Linked DNA regions of Mus musculus: region 2 is linked to region 1. A link is a contact called in public HiChIP or PLAC-seq data. All regions are on one chromosome and are shown on one strand. The core of a region is the stretch at or near the end of the contact, and the rest is flanking DNA. Distances in the headings are between cores, read along the strand shown. Region 1 has its middle 24 kb from the start of Tspan17. Region 2 holds the start of Fgfr4 (fibroblast growth factor receptor 4).

What was found. HiChIP or PLAC-seq counts read pairs in DNA pulled down with a chosen protein or histone mark.
Region 2: a contact with region 1 is called in a FOXA1 HiChIP or PLAC-seq map of pancreatic cancer cells. The contact joins the promoter of Fgfr4 here to the enhancer-like site in region 1. A contact is called at or near these places in 6 of 484 Hi-C or Micro-C datasets (B cells, the BV-2 cell line, bone marrow-derived macrophages and 2 more), 11 of 115 datasets of contacts at active chromatin or transcription factors (astrocytes, craniofacial prominence, embryonic basal ganglia and 8 more) and 2 of 9 other capture datasets (adipose tissue and liver).

Annotation. Positions count from the first base shown.
Region 1 is chr13:54,812,290-54,815,298 of GRCm38.p6, forward strand. No RefSeq gene overlaps it. Among named protein-coding and RNA genes, the nearest start is that of Tspan17, 24 kb to the left of the region's middle. Within about 2 kb of position 1,307, at least 14 of the 459 cell types and tissues checked have an H3K27ac peak or open chromatin away from gene starts, as enhancers often do. A contact at or near this core is called in pancreatic cancer cells, where this site is marked.
Region 2 is chr13:55,150,964-55,154,438 of GRCm38.p6, forward strand. It overlaps Fgfr4 (fibroblast growth factor receptor 4), which reads left to right and starts at 1,855. Exons shown (of 18, transcript NM_008011.2): 1 at 1,855-1,964.

The DNA of each region.
Region 1 (3,009 bases), core at 57-2,556:
TTCATAACCTTAATTACAGGAGCTCTGACACCCCCCACAACAGTACATATAAAATAGAGATAAATAGACAAACAAACAAACAAACAAACAAACAAACAAGTTTTGACTAAGGTCCAAGAAAATGGCTCAAAGCCTGAAGACCTGAGTTTGACTCCCAGAATCCATGTTGAAAGTTGTCCTCTGTTCTCTGCACACACTTTAGTGCACCCTCCCCCACCCAGAAAATACACACATAGATGGAAAAACTATAAATATAGAGAGTCTTGACTGACGAAATGGGAAAATAGGAGACGCTGAGGGTGAGGTTGAACACACCCTCTCATGAGAAGACAGGTGCAGACAGAGTTTCTGAGTGGGTTTGAAGCTGGCAGCCTCTTCTCTGTACCTGGGGAACGGAGGTATGCCTAAGACTCAGACTAAATGCACCCATGTTAAGTCCATACTTCAATGCATTTTATAGATGCTTTTGTTCTCCGGGAGACTTCTACCGCAATCAGGCTGGAGACCATCTCAGCACCCTAAGGTGCCCTGGGACTGCTCAGCAGCTCTGCTCTTCCTCACTTGCCACAGGCCATCAAGCTGCTTTCTGCCACTGTGGGCTGATTCTGTCTTCTTTCTTTCTTTCCTCCTTTCTTTCTTTCTTTCTTTCTTTCTTTCTTTCTTTCTTTCTTTCTTTCTTTCTCTTTCTTTCTTTCTTTCTTTCCTTCTTTCTTTCTTTCTTTCCTTCTTCCTCCTTCCTTCCTTCCTTTCTTCCTTCCTTCCTTCCTTCCTTCCTTTCTTTCTTTCTTTCTTTCTTTCTTTCTTTCTTTTTTCCTTCCTTCCTTTCTTTCTTTCTCTCTTTCTTTCTTCTTCTCCTTCTTTTTTTTTTTTAAGAGTTATTTATTTTATGTATGTGAGTACACTGTTGCTGTCTTCAGACACACCAGAAGAGGGCATCAGATCCCATTACAGATGGTTGTGAGCCACCATGTGGTTGCTGGGAATTGAACTCAGGATCTCTGGAAGAGCAGTCAGTGCTCTTAACCACTGAGCCATCTCTCCAGCCCCAGATTCTGTTTTCTTTAGAACTAAATATACAACTGAATCTCTGTATCCGCCAGTCTCTCAAGCTCAGATTCAGCCCGTCGATTATCAAGAGCGCTTAAAAAGTTGCACTATTCTCAACCTGTACATATTTTTCTTCTGGCCATTATTCTCTAGAAGATCCAAGAATTTACATAACATGTACGCTAACTATTTACATAACATGTACATTGTATCGGAATTATGAGTCATCCTGAGGTGACTGGAGCGCAGAGAGAGGATGTGAGTCAGCTTTGTGCAAATCCAGACCACTGTGCCAGAGCATCTTCCAACCATTGCCTGCTAGAGCATGCTCCACCGCTCCCATTTGGTAAGGGGTGAGGGGTGAGGGGTGAGGGGTGAGGGGTGGAGATGGGAATCAAGCTGCCCTGGGGGCGGGGGTCAACTGCACAATTAATTCTCAGAATTTGGGGGATTCCATGTTTCAAATTTGTCTACCAGCAACAAGGTATTTGTAATTCCAAGTCAGTGTCTGGGATGCTTTTGTGGTCCTCTGTGGGCATTTGTGGATACAATGTCAGTTGTCCTCAAGTGTGTGTGTGTGTGTGTGTGTGTGTGTGTGTGTGTGTGTGTGTGTGTGTGTTTCCAGCTGTGGTTGAACAACTTCTACCTCTAAACAACAATGTTACAGGCTGGAGAGATGGCTCAGGGGTTAAGAACACTTAAGGCTCTTACAGAGGACCCAGGTTCAGTTCTCTGCACCCACATCAGATACTCTGTAACTCCAGTTCCAATCAAGACACCTTCTGGACTCAGAGGCACCTTGCATGCACGTGGAACACATGAACCCATGCAAGCAGACCTAGACACAAACAAACAAACAAACAAACAAACAATCTTTAAAACATGAAAAAGTAACTTTCAAGGGAATGGTGACTTTGTAGTGAACCATGAATACGTGAATGAATCCAAACAAAGCTGCCACTGAGCAGGCAGCTCTTTATCAGTTTACTTACTACCTTTTTAGCTTTTTGGTGCTTTTTCTTGGCAATTCCCCTGTTTTAAATGGCCCAGCACGTAAGGCAGAAATGCTGGCAAGTGTTTCTAGTCAGAAGAAGAAGGTTGCTGCTTTGTGTCTCACAGAGAAGCATGCATGTTAAATAAACAGTTGTGACCCATGATGCATTGGGGCAGGAGTTCAATGCCAAGCCCCCCCCCCCCTCTCACACACACACACCAAAGTGTTGTGCCTTTGAACAGAAAACACACACCACTGAGTTACATACTGATCAATTGACAAAGATAACCAGAGGCCTGCCGCTGCCTAACCCCATTTTCTCTCGCAGTAATGCATCCTTTGTACCTGCAATTTGTATCTCCAGTACTTCAAAGGCAGTTATTACAAAAAGTGGGATATGACTATTCATGAATTCACCACTTTGGAGCTTCTGTGCTTGCACGGAGGCTCCTCTGAGTCCCAGAAGTGTGCTCCTTGCCTGGCAGCAATGGCGCTGTGACTTGTGTCTCTATTTATCCACCAATGGTGGAGCACTTGAGTTGTTTGGGCAGTTACAAAAAGCTGCTATTAACTTCTGTGTACAAACTGTTGTGTGGACATATGTTTTCACTTCTCGTCTGTGTATTTTCGTGAGTAAATGGAGTATTTGTTTAATCCTTACCGCTGGGTGAGGTAGCCTCATTTGATGTATCAGATGGAGCTTGGGGCTTTCAGGGTGTGCTAGACGGACGTCACACGGCCCTCAACTGTTAACAGCGAACACTACTTCTCTGGTTGTTCTTGAGTGTCCTTGTTCAATCAGTCCTGTAAAAACGAGGGAAGGAAGGGTCTTGGTTCTGTCTGTGTACTTCTGGCTGGTACTATGGTTTGAATGTGTCAAAGTTTGTGTGTGTCTGAGCTTGGCTGTCATTGTCGTGTTGATGAGAAATGGGGCCTTTGAGAAGTGATTGGGACATGGTGGCTGCCCT
Region 2 (3,475 bases), core at 605-3,104, 340 kb after region 1:
GTATAGCCCTGGCTGTCCTGGAACTCACTTTGTAAACCAGGCTGGCCTCGAACTCAGAAATCTGCCTGACTCTGCCTCCCGAGTGCTGGGATTAAAGGCGTGTGCCACCATGCCCCACTGATTTTTTTTTTTTTTTTGAAGGAAAGGAAGCTGCTGCTTCCCAGGCAGGCTCTCATCCCTGAGTGATAGCTAGGAGCTCTGCAGATGGCCTGAGTTGAGCTTTTTTTTTTTCCAAAACGCTTCATAGAGGCAAACATCTTGGGACTTCAGGTGAAATTTGGCCTGGCTGACTTCATAGCTAAGCTACAGTCCATTCGATTGACAGAAGTGCTGGTAGATGAGATACACCTGAGCCAGGTGGGGGTGGAGCTCTCTGGAGGCACCTGCTGTGTGCCAGGCACTTGAGATACAAAAGTGAAGTCCACTGACTCAGTTCCTGGCTTCCGGGAGCTTAGTGGTCGGTCCCCAGCTGATTACATGAATAACAACTATGCAGTTACAGCCTGCCAAGTGCGAAGAAGAAAGAATGGCTGTTAGTGCTCACAGGTCAGATATGAACATGTGAATTCTCCTTCCAGCAAGTCTCTTCAGCAGCCTACTATCATTTACTGATTTGCTGAGGAGCAAACAAAGACAGAGACAAGGCTGATAGACAGTACTGAGATTCAGGGCTCATTCTTTTCTCCATCCTAACAAAGGGGACTTGGCAAATCCCCAGGGATGTCCTGGGGCCTTGAACGGAGACCAAAGTGCCAGACCAATAGAGAGCAGGTTAGACTAGGAACAGGGGATGGGTGAGCAAAGACCCAGGGATAGGATGGGGAGCAACACAGGAGGAGGAGGTCTGTACATGTGGACCAGACCACCATGTCATCACAACACTATCTATGTAAAAACCAGAGGAAGTATTCTTTTAAAGCATTATTTATTTTATGTATGTGAGTCCACTGTAGCTGCTCTCAGACACAGCAGAAGAAGGCATCGGATCCCATTACAGATGGTTGTGAGCCACCATGTGGTTGCTGGGAATTGAACTCAGGACCTCTGGAAGAGCAGTCAGGGCGGGGCAGTGGTGGCACACGCCTTTAATCCCAGCACTTGGGAAGCAGAGGCAGGCAAACTTCTGAGTTTAAGGCCAGCCTGGTCTACAAAGTGAGTTCCAGGACAGCCAGGGCTATACAGAGAAACCCTGTCTTGAAAAAACAAAAACAAAAACAAAAACCCCAAACAAACAAAAAGAAACAACAAAAAAACTTTTTAGAGTGAAAATTTAAACTTTTAAAAATAAAAGCACAACTTTTTACAAATTAAAGTTTAAAGTTTTTTCCTCTCTCTCTTTCTCTCTCTCTCTCTCTCCCTCCCTCCCCCCCCCCTCTTTTCCGAGACTGTGTTTCTCTGTATAGCTCTGGCTGTTCTAGAACTCACTCTGTAGACCAGGCTGGCCTCGAACTCAGAAACCCACCTGCCTCTGCCTCCCCAGTGCGCCGCCGCCACCCCGACCGACCGAGATATATTTTAAATATCCTCTGAAGGTCGCTCAGGCCAAGGAGAGGTCAGGTCTCTCTGATGTTCTGTGATTTCACGGAAAACCAGAGAGCCTGGTGAGTGCCAAATTGAGGAAGAGCAAAGGATAGAGCAAGGTAGCAAGTTAGACCTTGCAGGTTGGACGTGGGGCCCCGGAACGACTGAGACTGGGCGATCCAGTCCCAACGGGGAGCTCCCGCACTAGGGTACCGGGCTGACATTTGCCGGGTCTCGGACCACGCCTCTCAGATCAGAAGTGGTCCAGGAGGGGCGGAGTCCGAGGTGGGCGGGGCAGGAGGGGGCAGCCCCCCGCCACGCTGCAGTTGCAGGGACATTCCTGGCTCTTCGGCCCGGGGCGGAGGAGCTCCGGGCGGGTGAGTGTGCCAGCCCTGCCGGGATCGTGACCCGCGCGCGCGGGAGCCGGGCGGCGGAGGAGCCAGGTGAGCCGGGCCCCTGCGCCGGGAGCGGAGCCCTCTAGCTCTGGGCCAGTTGGGCCACACACCGTACTCCCGGCCGCCGTGGGGACAGCGGCCGTGGAGCTCCCGAGCTGCCCCCTCTGTCCCGGGGACCTTGGCGCCCGCGCGGCGGGAGTGGTTGGGTGGAGGGGGCGGTAAATCAGTAACCCGCAGCGCACACAGGGCCTTTTGTCCCCCTCCGTTCAAAGAGCACCCTGGTCACCGCTCTGGTTACTTATTGCCCACCGGGGCGGGGGCGATGGGCCAGCTGTCTATGCAACTCCGCACGGGGACCGCTGACGTGCACCTCCCTCCAAGAGCGACGGGGTGGGGGCATTAAAGTAAGAGCACTGTCGCCCCTGGCAAAAAAAAAAAAAGTAATGCTCGCAGTCGCTTGCACAGAGTACCTCATCGCGTGAGTGCAGGAGGGTGAACAACTTAGCGCTCTCTGATGACAGTCCCAAGTGCTAGCGATCCTAAGGGGCCAGCCTTGGTGACCAGACTAAGAATTCTGTGGTTGTGAGTTCAGGGTAACCTGTGAGTGGGAATAAAACCTCCCCGGACCTGTCCGCCCCAACCCAAGCTGGAGATGAAGCATGGCCCTCTCTGCTTTGCAGGGTGTGGTAGGAGTCTTTTGCAGATGGGCCGAGCAAACTAGGGGGTAGGGGACAGATCAAGGTTTTAAGGCAATAGAGGAACACGGAGGTACAGGCAAGGGAGCAAACATGTCGGCGTTTAGAATTTACTGAAGGGACAGACTGTGGGAGTTACAAGGTTGACACTGGCATTTAAAATGAAGCGTAGAAAAGCTGGGCCCAGCACATGGGCCTTGATGGGTAGTACTAGCCAGGCTGAGGCAGGAGCCTCACCATTTGTAGACCTGCTTGGTTTGCAGAGTGAGTTTCAATGCCAGTCTTCCTGGTCAACTTTAGTGAGAACTTGTCTCAAAATAATAGAAAAAGAAACAGGAGGGTCCTGCAGTTAACCCTTAGGGGCTTGTAATCTGGGTGACAGGGAGAAAAAACAAAATCAAAACAAAAAAACTAGTGGGCAGTGAAGAACCAAGGTTTGCCAAGATACCAAGCGAGAAATGACCATGACCTAGTCTCTGTGGGGCAGGGGAGCTGAGAGACATTGAGGTCAGTAGACTGATTAGGCCTGAGTCTTCCTCAGCAGTGGGCTGAGAAAAACCCTCGGCAGGGTTCCCAGTTTGGTAAAGTATGGAATGCATCTTCTAAGAATCATGCTGTTTTCTTCAACTGTCACTCACTAACATTGGCCTGATACGGAGATTAGCATGGCCCCTGTGCAAAGATGGCGCGCACACTCACAAGAGCAGGGCCCCAAAGAAAAAGAACACTGATCCAAAGATGCTGGTGACACCTGGCTGTTATCCAGGACTAGGTAACAGCCTGTGCGTCCCTGGGACTCCACTGGTTCCCTGGTCAAGTTAAGGCTTAGGTCTGAGTCTTCCTTTTGTGAAACAGATGCTCCAC